Linked DNA regions of Pan troglodytes: region 2 is linked to region 1. Evidence: chromatin contacts called from public Hi-C data. All regions are on one chromosome and are shown on one strand. Each heading gives the region's core, a stretch centred on a gene start, on an enhancer-like site or on the middle of the called end of the contact. The rest is flanking DNA. Distances are from core to core; before and after follow the strand shown. Region 1 has its middle 280 kb from the start of CRYBB1. Region 2 overlaps MN1 (MN1 proto-oncogene, transcriptional regulator).

Region 1 (6,860 bases), core at 1,324-3,823:
TTTTGGGATTCACTCTGGCCCAGGCACTATGGACACTAAATATTTCCTGAATAAATGATGGTTGAATAAGTGAACGAACAAATGAATGACAGCCCTGCTTGTTAGCACCCCAGCAAATGTCCGACATCTTGCATCTTTCAAAAACCCTAGACGCCGAGCCCTAGACGCCTTGCCTGCTCTGCCCCCAGATTGCAGAGGCAGCCACCCCCCTCCCATCTCTGTTTGGGGAGCCACATCCAGGAGATTTGCTGCAGCAGCACGAACCGGCTGACAACACGATTCTTCTTGTTTCCAGGGAAAGCCTTTATTTTGCTTTGTTCTGCACTTGAAGGGAGCAGGCACAAGGCTGCCAGAAGAGCTCAGCTACTTTAGGCTGTGCTGTTTGGAACGAGGGATGTTAAGCAGAAAGGCCCAGGCTGGTGGGGGACTGGGAGGCTGCCTTCCAGCCCATCCCTGCTGCTTGACCTTGGATGCGTCATTGGTGGTGGAACATAGGTTCAACTATCTTTAAAATCAAGGCTGGGCCGGCGGCGCGGTGGCTCACGCCTGGAATCCTAGGACTTTGGGAGGCGGAGGCGGGTGGATCACCTGAGGTTGGGAGTTCAAGTCCAGCTTGGTCAACATGGTGAAACCCTGCCTCTACGGAAAATACAAAAATTAGCTGGGCGTGGTGGTGCGTGCCCGTAGTCCCAGCTATTCGGGAGGTGAAGGCAGGAGAATCACGTGAATCAGGGAGGCAGAGGTTGTAGTAAGCTGAGATTGTGCCACTGGGCAATAGCACGAGACTCTCTCAAAAAAAAAAAAAAAAAAAAAAAAAAAATCAAGGGCTGGTGAGATTGCACCACTGCATTCCAGCCTGGGCAACAGAGTGACAGCTTGTCTCAACAAAGACAAAAAAAAAAAAAAAAAAAAAAAAAAATCAAGGGCCCGGCATGGTGGGTCATTCCTATAATCCCAACACTTTGAGAGGCCCAGACAATGAGGATCGCTTGAGGCCAGGAGTTTGAGACCAGCCTCAGCAACACAGTGAGACCTCTTCTGTCTCTATAAAAATTTTTTTAAAGAAATTAGCCAGGCATGGTGGCACATGCCTGTAGTCCCAGCTACTCAGGAGGCCAAAGCAGGAGGATTACCTGAAGCCAGGAATTTGATACCAGCCTGGGAAACAAAGCTCTCTACAAAAAATATTTTAAAAATATTAGGTGGGCATGGTGGCACGTATGCATCTATAGTACTCAGGAGGCTGAGGCTGGAGGATTGTTTGAGCCCAGGAATTCAAGGCTGCAGTGAACTGTGATTATACCACTGCACCCTAGCCTGGGTGACAGAGCAAGACCCTGTCTTTAAAAAAAACAAGCAGGCTGGAAGAGACGCTCCTGGAGTCTTTTCTAGGTCAACAACATACCTTCATTTAGGTGGTAGGCACACAGTGCCTTGCAGGGAGCAGGAGCTGAATACATCCTTGCTGTTCTGATTTCAAAAAACACCAATCCCTCCCTCCCTCCCTGCTCCCTCCCTGCTCCCTCCCTTCCTTCCTTCCTCTCGCTCTCCTTCCTTCCTGTCTTTCTCTCTTTCCTTCCTGTCTTTCTCCTCTCTCTCCCTCCCTCCTTTCTCTCCCTCCCTCCCTCTCTTTCTTCTTTCTTTCCCTTCCTTCCTTTCTCTCTCTCTCTCTCCCCCCCCCCCCGCCTCCCTTTCTTTCCTTCTTTCCTTCTTTCTTTCCTTTTCCACCTAGGCTGGAGTGCAGTGGGCGCGATCTCGGCTCACCGCAACCTCCTCCTCCCCGGTTCCAGCAATTCTCCTGCCTTAGCCTCCTGTTTGTTTTAATAAAGATAGGGTTGCAAATAAAGATAGGGTTGCACTTTGTTGGCCAGGCTGGTCTGAACTCCTGACCTCGGGTGATCTGCCTCCCTCGGCCTCCCAAAGTGCTGGGATTGCAGGCATGAGCCACCGCGCCGGCCCTTGCTCCTTTCCTGAGCGGCTATTTTGAGAGCGATGGAGAGGAGAGGGTATTAGATTCCTTACCTTGAGGTCGGGGAGGGGAGGGTGATGCTAGTGGTGGACGAAAGACTTGAAGATAATGAGAAATTGCATCAACTTTACCCAGGCTGTTTCTGGGTCTAGAAGCAAGCAAAAATAAGGCGGGAGGGGGTGGGGGGAAGAAAAAGAGGCATTTATTTTGGAGCCGTATCGGAAGCACAAGTGTCAGGGGCTGAAAGGCCGCCTTCTCCTGCGGGCTAAGGGTGTGGGCGACAGCTCGCACATTCAAATGAGGGAGCGATTACACCGCGCTTGCTTCTGAAGACGGATTTCCTGGTAGGGGGAGCGGGCGGGGGGGCTGGGCCGGTGTAAAGGGGACGGCAACATTAGGCTTTGGCAAGTTAATTAGGGTTCAGGAGTCCAGCGAGCGAGCAGGGGGAGAGGCTAGATTTGCATAAAGCCCATTTACATAATGTTCTTCACAAATTGTGCAGCCAGAAGGCAGGGAGGGGGTGGGGAGGGAAAGGGCTGGGGAGGGGGAGGTGGTTAGACGCCCGAGGCAGCCGCCGCCAAAGGGGGAAGGGCGAGGCCCGAGATGGGACCCGCCCCTCTTTCGCCGCTTCACCTCTCCCCTGCTCTTGTCTGCACCAGGGCCACCCTTGCCTATCTCGGCCCTCACCTCCTTTCTGAGCCGGACCCCACACTGTCTCCCATCATAGGGCCGGCCCAGAGCAGTCAGATTTCTAAACTGCCTCTATGGTCACGGGTCTCCCTTGCTTTAACCCTTTCCGGGACTCCTGGCTGCACTCAGGGTCAAGTCCCGGCTCCTTAGCCAACCTATGTGACTTCTCGTGATGGTCTTGCCCCTTTCACCCTCCTGACCTGCTTTCCTTCTAGTCCCCTCTTCCTAGCTAAGCTCAGTCCCACTGAAAAGCTATTGGCCCTGGACTCCTTTGGCTCTCACAAGCCTCCTCCAGTCCTGACTTGTCACCTGTCCTGGAATGTCCCTACCACAAAAGCTAGCTTCTTTGTGGCAACCTCACCTCCTGCTGCACCAAATACTCTGCTCTTGGGGCATTTTCTGAAGTCCCCATAACTTCCTCAAGTGGACTGCTAGCCCCCTTTTGTGCGACCGGGGAACCTTCACCCACCTGTATTCCAGAACTTACCACGCTGTCTAGTAACTGCACTGGGGAGGGTCTCTTTCCCCACTGGGCTGTGACCGCTCCAGAAAGGAACTTGCCTGATGCATCTCTGCATCCAGCTGGGGCAGGAGTATGCAAACAGTAGATGCCCAAAACTGTTGATTGAATGAATGAAATATGTCATCTCAGCCAGAGACTGAGACCAGGTTTCAGTCTGCCTGAAATGAGCCTGACCAGCTCTCTAATTTCTCTGGGGTTCTATCTACACCTTCTTTCCTTATTGGGTTCCTCAGCCTGTCCTGTGTTAGTAGCTGCAGAGGATGAAGAAGCTGTGGTGACCTCTGAGCCGAATTCTCCACTGAGGGAAGCAGGCTAAGGCAAGCAAAAGGGGAAAGGGCAACCCAGGCTGGGCACACAGCATGTGCAAAGGCCCAGTGGCCGGAAAGTGCATGGAATGTTTGGAATGTGGGAGAGGGTTGAGTGGGTTAAAGCCAGAGATGAAAGATGGAAAATATGGCGAGGCTCCTATTCTGAGCTTAAGAGGCTGAAAAAGTTCTGGTAGATTTTTTTGAGCCTCTGAAGCTTTGTGATCAAGGAGAAGAAAAAGTTGCAACCACTGAGCACCTACTGCGTGCCACTGAACAGGTGATGTAATTCAATGGCCAAGCACAGTAGGTATTATTTTCTCCATAATTACCAGTGTGGAGGATGACGAGCCTGCTGGAGTCACTTGCCTGAAATCTCACAGCTGCAAAATGGTCAAGCAGGGCTTTGGACCCCTGGTTTCCAAATCCCGCGCTGCCTTCTGAATTCAATGTATTTATGTTTTAGAAAAGCAAATAAAATGGAAGGGAAATAGAAGAGAGAAAGAGGCAAAGAGAAAGACAGTTGGGGGGAGGCAAGCAGTCATTTAGAAAGAGAGAGAAAAAGGGAGAGAAGAGAGGAGAAAGACGGGGGAAGAAAGGGAGAGAAAAGAGAGGGAAGAAAGATAAAGAGAGGAGAGAGAAGAGGGAAAGAGAGAAGAGAAAGGAACAGAGGAGAGAGAAGAGGGAAAGAAGAGAAAAGAAAAAGAAAGGAGAAGAAAGAAAAAGAAAAGATCATGTCCTTTGCAGGAACATGGATGGAGCTGGAGGCCATTATCCTTAGCAACATAACACGGGAATGGAAAACTGAATACTGCATATTCTCATTTATAAGTGGGAGCTAAATGACAAGGATACATGGACACATAGAGGGGAACAACACGCACTGGAGCTTATCGGAGGGTTGAGGATGGGAGGAGGGAGTGGATCAGGAAAAATAACTAATGGGTAGTGGGCTTCATTCCTGGGTGATAAAATAATCTGTACCACAAATCCCTATGACACAGGTATACCTATATAGTAAAACTGCACATGTACCCCTGAACTTAGAGTAAAACTTAAAAAAAAAAAAGAGAGACAAGAGGGGAAGGCAAAACAGAGAGAGAAGAGAGGGGAGGGAAGAAAGAGGAGAAAGAGAGGAGAGTGAGAAAGTGAGAGAGGGGAGGGGAGAGAAAGAAGAGAAGGGAGAGGGAAGGAGAGAGAAAAGAGGAGTGAAGGAAAGAGAGAGAGAAGAGGAGAGAGGAAGAGAGGAGGAAGTGGAGGAGAGAAGGCTGGGAGGGAGGAGAGAAGGCTGGGAGGAAGGAGAGGAGACTCAGGTGTCAGTCACCCTGCACAGCGGCAGGGATGCTCCTGCTCCTAGACAGAGCTGTCCAATAGAACTTTCTGTGATCTCTAATCTGCCCTCCAACTCAAGTGCTCAGTAGCCTCAGGTAGCTACTGAGCACTTGAAAAGTGGTTAGTGCAACTGAGAAGCTGAATTTTTATTGTATTTAGATTTATATTTAAATGCTCACATAAAGGTAGCAGCTACAGTATTGGACGGTGCAGCTTGAAGAGCAGTCCTTCTTTTTTCCATCAAGGTCCTGGCTTGAATTTTCTCTGGGTCCTTCTTGGCCTCCCCTTCTGGGACTCTGTTCTGAACCATGCATCCCTGATGTTTCCTTCCCTCATATTCCTGGACATCCTACCCACACTGAGGTTTAATTTTAGCTGATTCTTTCTCAAGGACAAACTATATATTTTTATTTTAATTTATGTCGCCTGAACCATTTCCAAGTTTTACTTTTAGAACCTGTCAATATTAGTGACATGTGGCATTTTAGGTACTTTTCTGCTGGTGGGGCCTAAATTTATTGTCATTTTATGTCACTCGGCAAAATGCACAAAATGCCAGAAGTGTTATAAACAGAGACGATTTATGTTCGGGTTGGGGTGAGGTTAAGAGAATGAATATAATCAATTTTTTTTTCAGAGACTTTTATGCGAGTGTGAGGGCCAGCAGGTGCACATTTGAAGCTCAGTGGGAAGTGTTTTCCAAGCAACAGGAGACAGCAGATGCAGACGGGGTCCAATTACTGCTGCTCACGGCTGATCACGCCATGCACTTGTGTGCGGATACCTGGCTCCTGGTCTCAGGCACCTAGTATGGGGCTATGCACACGGTAGGTGCTCAGTTAAAGCTTATGGAAGAAGGGATGGAGAAAGGGCAAGAGACGTAAGTGGGAATTCTAAAGACTCTTCTGTTCAACCCCCGTCAGAGTGATATTTCCGGACCTTGTCACTTAACTGCTCAAAACCTTTCAATGGCTCCCTAGTACCCCTATGTTCTGACTTACAGGGTCCTTCAAGATCTGCACCTGAGGGTGTCTCTAAGGGACTTGGAATGCTCTGAAAGTTTCGTATCTCTGCTCCTTGCCTTCCCATGAGCTCCTCCTGTTCTTGGGAGTGCTCCCTCCTCTTTCTTGACCCTTCTTCAGTAACCAACTCAAACTCAAACTGACTCCTCTGTCCTTGCACCCTTTACCTTTTATCCCTCCAATGAGAGTTTGGTGTTTCCTGTTGGTACCTTATATACAGTCATCCCTGGGTACCCATGAAGGATTGGTTCCAGGACCCCCTGTGGATACCAAAATCCACGAATCCTCAAGTCACTGATACAAAATGACATAGTATTTGCATATAACCTACACAATCCACCCGTATGCTTTAAATCATTTCCAGATTACTTACAATACCTAATATAATGTAAATGCTATGTAAATACTTGTTATACTCTATTGTTTAGGGAATAATGACAAGAAAAGAAGTCTGTACATGTTCAGTACAACCATTCTTTTTTTTTTTTTGAGACAGTGTCTGTCTCTGTCACTCAGGCTGGGGTTCAGTGGCTCCACTATAGCTCACTACATCCTCCACCTCCTGGGCTCAAGAGGTTCTCCCACTCAGCCTCCTGAGTTGCTAGAACTGTAGGCATGCACCACCACACCTAGCTTATTTTTTGATTTTTTTGGAGAGGCAGGATCTTGCTTTGTTGCCTAGGCTGATCTCAAACTCCTGAGCTCAAGCAATTCTCCTGCCTCGGCCTCCCAAAGTGCTGGGATTATAGGTGTGAACCACTGCGCCTGGCTGAAAATACTTATTATGTTACATCTTCTTATGTTTCTTTGAGTGGGTAAGTGAGTGAGAATCCTTAAATATAACAGAGAAACAGAAAACTAGGGGCCTGTAGATTGTGTTGCTTTACAAGATTCAGGTGAATTGCTTTTTGACTCTTCCAATAAGCTCTCAAGTATATTTAACATATATATTTTTTTTTTTTAACAGAAGTGGTGTCTCACTATGTTAGGCCAGGCTGGTCTCCAACTCCTGGCCTCAA
Region 2 (6,512 bases), core at 3,895-6,394, 890 kb after region 1:
AAGTGAGAGGAAAACGGGTGTGCATATACCTTCTTTGCTGTTGGGGTTCTGGGGTTTGGCCTTCTCCCAGGGCGCCAACGTCTTGTCGTCGTCCGCGCTGTCCACCAGGGCCTTGTCAGCGGGCATGTACCAGGCAGCGCTGTGCTCTGCCATCAGCGAGTCCAGGTCAATGGTGCTCATGGCGCTCTTGACCGCCTCGGAGCAGCAGCTGCCCAGCTCGCTGTCGCCATTCTGCGCCCCTGAGGCCCCGACGGCGCACTCACCCTTCTTGCCACCCTTCAGCCCCAGAGGCTGGTCCTCGGAGATGCTGAACTGCTGCCTCTGTAGCTGGATCTGCGCCTGAAGGATCTCCAGGGGGTGGATCTCGTCGGGTGGCGGGGCGCCGCTGCTGCTCGTCGGGGTGCGGACCTGCTCCAGGCCCGGAGTGCCCGGATGGCCCGGGCCCCCACCGCCGCCGTAGCTGTCAGGGGTCGAGGTAGAGTTAGACATGATACCCAGGCCGAGGGCGGGCGGGGGCGCCTTCGGTCCGTGTTCCCCGGCGCCTACCCCACGGGGAGGGAGTTTGGGCGAGCCGGTCACCAGGGGACTCCTGCTCGCTTTAACTAGTGCCTGGGGGTTGTCAGAGCTGGACGACACCTCGTCCTCATTGGCGTAGCTCGTGCTCACCTCGTCCGAGGCGAACTCACCCACGTTTGGCGAACTACTGTCCGACTTGGCCCCGCCGTCCAGGGACCCAATGAGGTCCGGCTGTTCCCCCAGGAGCAACTCAGCCCCCTTCCCCCAGGATGGCGACGTGAGCGCCTTTTCGTGGGGCGTCGGTGCCCCGCGCGTCTCGCCTGCGGAGCTTCCCCCGACGGCTGCGCCTGACGCTTGCTGCTGCCCTGGGCTCACCCCAGGTGCGCCCCCGCTGTCCGGAGCCGCCGAGTACTTGTCAAAGAAGGTGCCAGGGCTCACGTGACCACTGTCCCTTTTTCTGCGACCCCGTCCCCGGCCGCCGCCCCCGGGGACCGGCTTGCCATCATTCCCCGACGTGGATTCCAGGGTGTAGTTGGGGGAGAGGCTGGTGCCGTCCCCCTGGGCTGACGGGTTGGGCGGCCCCGAGGCTTTGGAGCCGCTGCTACTGGTCCCGGACGGGCCTCCGGGTCCTGGGGCCCCAGGAGCAGTCCCTCCTGGGAAGTAATCCGAGCCCGGGTTGCCGGCCACTGCCGCGCCGTCGGTCTCGTTCTGGCTCAGTTTCCTCTTGCCCTCTGGCGGGTTCTTCTTGTTGAAGGTCACGTTGAGGTTGGGGGCCCCGAGGCTGGCGATCATGTTCTGGCAAGCGGTGGAGAGCGCAGCCAGGCAGCTCTGGCCGAACAGGTTGTCCTTGGAGCTGGGCTTGTTGAAGGAGCCCAGCGAGAGCGCGCCCAATTTACTGGCCGAGGTGCGCTGGCTGGGCTGGAAATCAGGCTGCGGCGGGTAGGCACCCCCGCCACCGCCGCCACCAGAGCTGCCACCGCCTCCTCCCGCGCTGGGGGGAGAGTTCACGCCTGGACCGCTGTGCGGCGTGGCCTGCCGGCCGGCTGCACCAAACGGAAAGCCCGGCTGGCCCCCGAGCGCAGACGTAGCAAAGTCCGGCGGCGGGGGCCGGCGCTCCGAAGCAGCGCTGGGGAGCCCCACGCCCGCCCCGGGCGACTGCAGCTGACCCAGGCCTCCCAGACTGCCCCCGAACTGCAGGCCCGGTGAAGGCAGCGCGGGCACGTGGCCCTCTCCGGGCATCCTCATCGGCTCCTGCAGAGGGCCCCGGAACAGCACCCCCGAGCCACCAGGCGGAGGAGGTGGCGCCAGGCTGGGGTCGTGCGGGCCACAGTCAGCGGGCAGACCCGAGCCGCCCATCCTACGGGGCAGCAGGTCTCCGGGCGGCGGATGCGGACCTGAGAACCACGCGCTCTCTTGCGCCAAGTGCGGCGCCTGCTGCTCGAAGGTGCCCAGACGCCCGGCGCCCGTGCTGCCGCCTTCGCGCTCAAAGTTCGGCTGGGCCAAGCCGCCCACCGGGCCGCCATGCACCAGGCCGCCCTGGCCCACGTCCCCGGGGTGGCCTAGCTGAGCCAGGTTGGGCTGGCGCAGCCGCTGCTGCTGATTCCGCGACGCCATCTGCTTAATCATGAGGGCCGCGTTTTGGCGCTGCTGCTGCTGCTGCTGCTGCTGTTGCTGTTGCTGTTGCTGTTGCTGCTGCTGCTGTTGCTGCTGTTGCTGCTGCTGCTGCTGCTGCAGGGACTGGTGGTCCGGGGCCGGATGCTGCAGGGGCGGCCCCGAAGGGAAGCTGTCGGGCACAGGCGGTGTGAACTCGCCGGGTAGGCCTGGGTAGGCGGAAGGGGAGAGGTGATTATCCAGAGCGCCGTTGTGCATGCTGCCGTTCCACGAAGCGCAGCGGTCCACTCCCGCGCTGCCCGGAAAGTCGAAGCGCGGCCTCTTGGCCACGTTCATGTAGGGGGGCGCGTCGAAATGCTGCAGCCGCTGGTTGGGCGCCTGCTGCGGAGGAGGATGCTGCATGCTGAAAACAGGCTCGGAATAAGGGTGCATGCTCCGGTTCTCCAGCCGGTGGATGGGATACTCGAATTGCGCGTGCTGGCTGGGCAGCATGGGGCCTCCGTCCTGCAGGCCGCCGCTGGGCGTGCCCGCCTCGCCCTGCTGGGGCCGAGGGAGCGCAGGCGGGCACGAATTTTGTCGGACTAGAAGCCCGGGTGGCGGCGGCGGCTGCTGCTGTGGCGGCTGCTGCGGGGGCTGCTGCTGAGGGGGTGGCGGGGCCTGCTGGGGAGGCTGCATTAACGGGTGCCTGGAGCCCACTGAGGGCTCCAGACCCACAGGCATCTTTCTGGCCCCACCGAACCTCTCAAAGAACACACCATGCTGCTGCTGCTGCTGCTGGGGCTGCTGCTGCTGCTGCTGCTGCTGCTGGGGCTGCTGCTGCGGTGGCTGGGCGTGCATTTTGGACAAGCCCACCATGCCCGCAGCTCTGGGCATGGCCGAGGCGCCCGGGAAAGCGCCCCCGGGAACCTGGCGACCCGCTGCATAATGAGGCAGCTGCCCTTCGGAGTCAGAGGGCGAAAACATGTCAAAATGTCCCGAGGGCGCCTCGCCCGGGTAATTGTATTCCAGCGAGTCGACGGCTCCTTGGTTCGTCACCCTCCGTGGCTCCAGACTGTGGGAATCGGAGCCGCTGGAGGACGGCAGGCCGTGGAAGGAGGCGGCTCGGTTAGGGCTCTGGTCCAGCGGCAGGCATGGGGCCGGCACGGCGTGGCCGGAGGCACCTGAACTGTGGAAGTCCGGGAGGTTCCCCGGTCGCTGCGGGCCGAAGCTCTCAGGCCCCTGGCTCTCCGCCATGTGCTCATAGCCCTCGGCGAAGGGCGGCTGGCTGCCCAGGCCTCCGGCTGCGCCGCCGTAGCCGAGCAGGCGACCCCCGTGCAGGCACGAGGCCCCGGGGTCTGGGCCACCGAAGTTGCCCCCAAAGTGGGGGTGATGCTGGTGGGGATGATGACTTCCCGGGTGGCCGTGGTGAGGCTGCTGGCCGCCAAAGAAGCCGTGCACAGGCTGCGCTTGCAGCCCCCCTGCGTGCAACTCCGAGTGGCCGCGCGCGTGGAAGCCGTAGGGCTCCATGTTCATGCCCAAGATCGGGGGTTCGCCCAGCGCGCTCATAGCAGGATCCACAGGGCCAGGGGGCCCCCCAGTGTGGAAAGCCGGGGCCTTAAAGTGGGTGTTCATGCTCAGTCCGGTCTCGTTAAAGTTCCTCTCGCCCTGGCCAGCGTTCCTGCTGTTGATCTGGGGCTCGAATTGGTCCAGCCCAAACATACTTGGCGGGGGGCAGAGGGGGATCAATAGGGCATGACAGCCGGCTCTCCGCGGCGCGCCTCCGGCCAGCTACTCGTTCCAGCCCAGGATTGGGCGCTCCGGGACGCTCAGCACCGCGGGGGCTCAGCGCGCACCTCCACCCCGCCTGATGTGAGGGACGGGGGGCGGGGTATCAGCTCCTCTCCCGAAGCTCCGATTCTGCCCGGGGAGGGCCTCTCACATCTTGCGAGGCCGCGGGGCCTCTAGGAGCCGTGTTGGGGGGCCCATGCCCCGGGCGGTTGTCACAGCCGCGGGTGGGTCTGCGGGGAGGGGACGAAGCCGCGGATGAACGGAGACAAAAAGTTAAGTGGGGGGAATGGGGAGGGAAGGGGGTTGGGAGAGCAGAGCGATCACCTTCTCAAGTCCGATTGGGTCTGCTGGGGAGCCCCCAGGACGCCGCCCGCAGCCTCCCGGAGTCCGTGGCAGAGCTGCTAAGGGCAGGGGAGGGAGACCCTTCAAAGCCGCGGCTAGCGCCGGGCACCGACAGAGCGGTCCCTCCCCCCGCCCCCCGGAGTCCCCGCGCCCCGCAGCCCGAGCCTCCACCGAGCACGATCCGCTCGCACAATCCCCGTAGGCTCCGGGCGAGCGGCTGCTGCTTCTTCAGCGGGTCGGAGGACTGGAGGCTCCGCTCGGCATCGCCGGTGCCGGCCCCCGAGCTGAGGACGCAGAGGGGCTGCGAGGCGGCAGGCGCCGGGGGCTGGAGACGAGGGTCGGGGAAAGGCGCGGCTCCTCTGCTCGGCAGCGGGTGCGCTGCGCCCGGCGCGCAGCTTCGCGGCCACGTCCGCCGCCTGCCGCTTCTGTTCTCCGCCGTTGGGTGTCTGAGTTCGCCGGAGTCTCCGCGCACCGTTGCAGGCGCGGGAGGGCAGCGAGACGAGGGGTTGGGTCGCTCCAAGGCTCCGGTTCCCTGCCTCCGCGCTGAGGTGCTTCGCGAGTCCCTCTCGGACCTGAGGGAGGGGGGCGTACGCGGGTCGGGGGGCCACGCCGGGCGAGCAGGCTAAGGCGTTCCCGCTGCGCTCTCAGAGCCCGGAATGGGGGGAGGGGGGCGCGGGGGCAGCTCTGGGGGGTCTGCGCACCCCTCTCCCGACTAGCGGGGGGGCTCTGCGTGGGGCGTTCCGAGGGTCTCGGCTCCCCTCTCTGTGTCTGCCTCTCGCCCAGCGCCGGGAGAAGCAGCAACAAGTTTTGCATTTCAGCAATCAATTTCAGCCATTACATTTGCACCAATCAGCGCCGCCCAAGTTCCGGGCCCGGGGCGGGGCTCGCTCTTAAGGTGGTCCGGGGTCCTAGCTGACGAAGCCCCCGCCACGAACCCGCACTACCCCAGCTCTGGGGTCCCCTGCGCCCGCCTCTCCTCGGGGTCCGGCGTCAGTGCGCTGGGGGCGCGCCCCGGCCTCCGGGCGCATCGAGCTGGAGAGGGTGCAGGCGGAGGAGAATGGCGGGAGCTTGGCTTTGTTCACCCCCTTCCCATTCACACTGTTCCCAACTCCCCACCCCCAACTGGAGAGAGACCCACCGGGTGGGCAGGGGGCGGGGAGGTGGGCGGTGAGCGGTACGGGGCGCTCAGACAATGAGGTCGCCAGGCAAAGACCCTGGACTCGCCACGGAAAGTCGCTAAGTGTCTACTGCACTTCGGCTCCGGGGTGAACACTCCGTTCTCCGCTAGCGGCGCCCAAGTTAGCCGGCCCTGGGATTTTCTTGGAGGGTAAAGCAGACGGGGAACCTCGAAGTTAGGGTTCTCCTCGAGAGAACTGGGAGCTTGCTCACTCCTCCGTCACTAGGGCGCTCACAATTGTTCCCCTTCCCCACTGCCTGGGGTTCCCGGTTCTCACCGGCCGGCGTGGGCTCCAAGGAGTCACAGTCACTCAGCCACTTTATGGGGGAGCACATCGGTTGAGCCCAGTAACCGGAGCGACTTGCGAGGCGGCTGGGAACCCCGAGAAGACACGCACGAAGAGGGCGCACCCGCCGGGCCGCACACCTTGCCCTGGGCCACCCGGTCCAAGACCCAGGCCCTCTGCGGGTGCGAAGTTGGCCTCCTTAAGAGATCAATTAAACTGAAGAGGCCGAGGAATGGAATTGGGCTGTGATACTAAAATCAATAGGAGTAATTTAATATCTGCCCTGCTCTTTATGAAATATTTATCCCAATAATCTTAGTTAAAATGTTTAGATCGTCCTGATCCCCACAGAGGCTGAAATCTATCTTGCAATTAGAAGTTGGAAGTTAGAGGTGATGGAGGATAGGGGTGTTTATTCTGTGCGCCTGTGTGCGTGTGCGCGCGCCTGCGTGCGTGCGTGTGTGTGTGCATGCGTGTGTGTGTGTGTGTGTTCCTCCCTAAAGTGTGTGTAGGGAAGGAGGGGGGAGAAGGCCTTTAATTTTCCTTGCCATAAAATAGCACGAGGCGATTTTGCTAGCAGATTCGCATTCTTAGGAGAAGGGCGAAAAAAGAACTTTCTTTGAAGTGCCCCTGATATCGCTATTAAATCTAAATAAAATTAAGCGTGGTGTATGAAAATGCCTTTCCCCCCCACAAAAGAAAGTGTTTATCGCCCGAGTCTGTCTAGCGTTTGCTAAATTACGCATGAAATCTGAAATGAAATAAACGTTATAATAAAACCGACCCCTGAGCCCTTTTTATTTAAAAACCTTA

What was found. Hi-C and Micro-C count contacts between places; a contact is called where the count stands out from the background.
Region 2: a contact with region 1 is called in a Hi-C map of stem cell-derived neural progenitor cells, with 3 times the contacts expected there. The contact joins two enhancer-like sites. A contact is called at or near these places in 1 of 7 Hi-C or Micro-C datasets (stem cell-derived neural progenitor cells) and 1 of 1 datasets of contacts at active chromatin or transcription factors (stem cell-derived excitatory neurons).

What each region holds. Positions count from the first base shown.
Region 1 is chr23:29,063,373-29,070,232 of NHGRI_mPanTro3-v2.0_pri, forward strand. No RefSeq gene overlaps it. Among named protein-coding and RNA genes, the nearest start is that of CRYBB1, 280 kb to the left of the region's middle. Within about 2 kb of position 2,574, at least 8 of the 24 cell types and tissues checked have an H3K27ac peak or open chromatin away from gene starts, as enhancers often do. A contact at or near this core is called in stem cell-derived neural progenitor cells, where this site is marked.
Region 2 is chr23:29,950,792-29,957,303 of NHGRI_mPanTro3-v2.0_pri, forward strand. MN1 (MN1 proto-oncogene, transcriptional regulator) reads right to left here. Exons shown (of 2, transcript XM_016938877.4): 1 at 30-6,512. The coding sequence starts at 3,825. Among named protein-coding and RNA genes, the nearest start is that of MN1, 11 kb to the right of the region's middle. Within about 2 kb of position 5,145, at least 14 of the 24 cell types and tissues checked have an H3K27ac peak or open chromatin away from gene starts, as enhancers often do. A contact at or near this core is called in stem cell-derived neural progenitor cells, where this site is marked.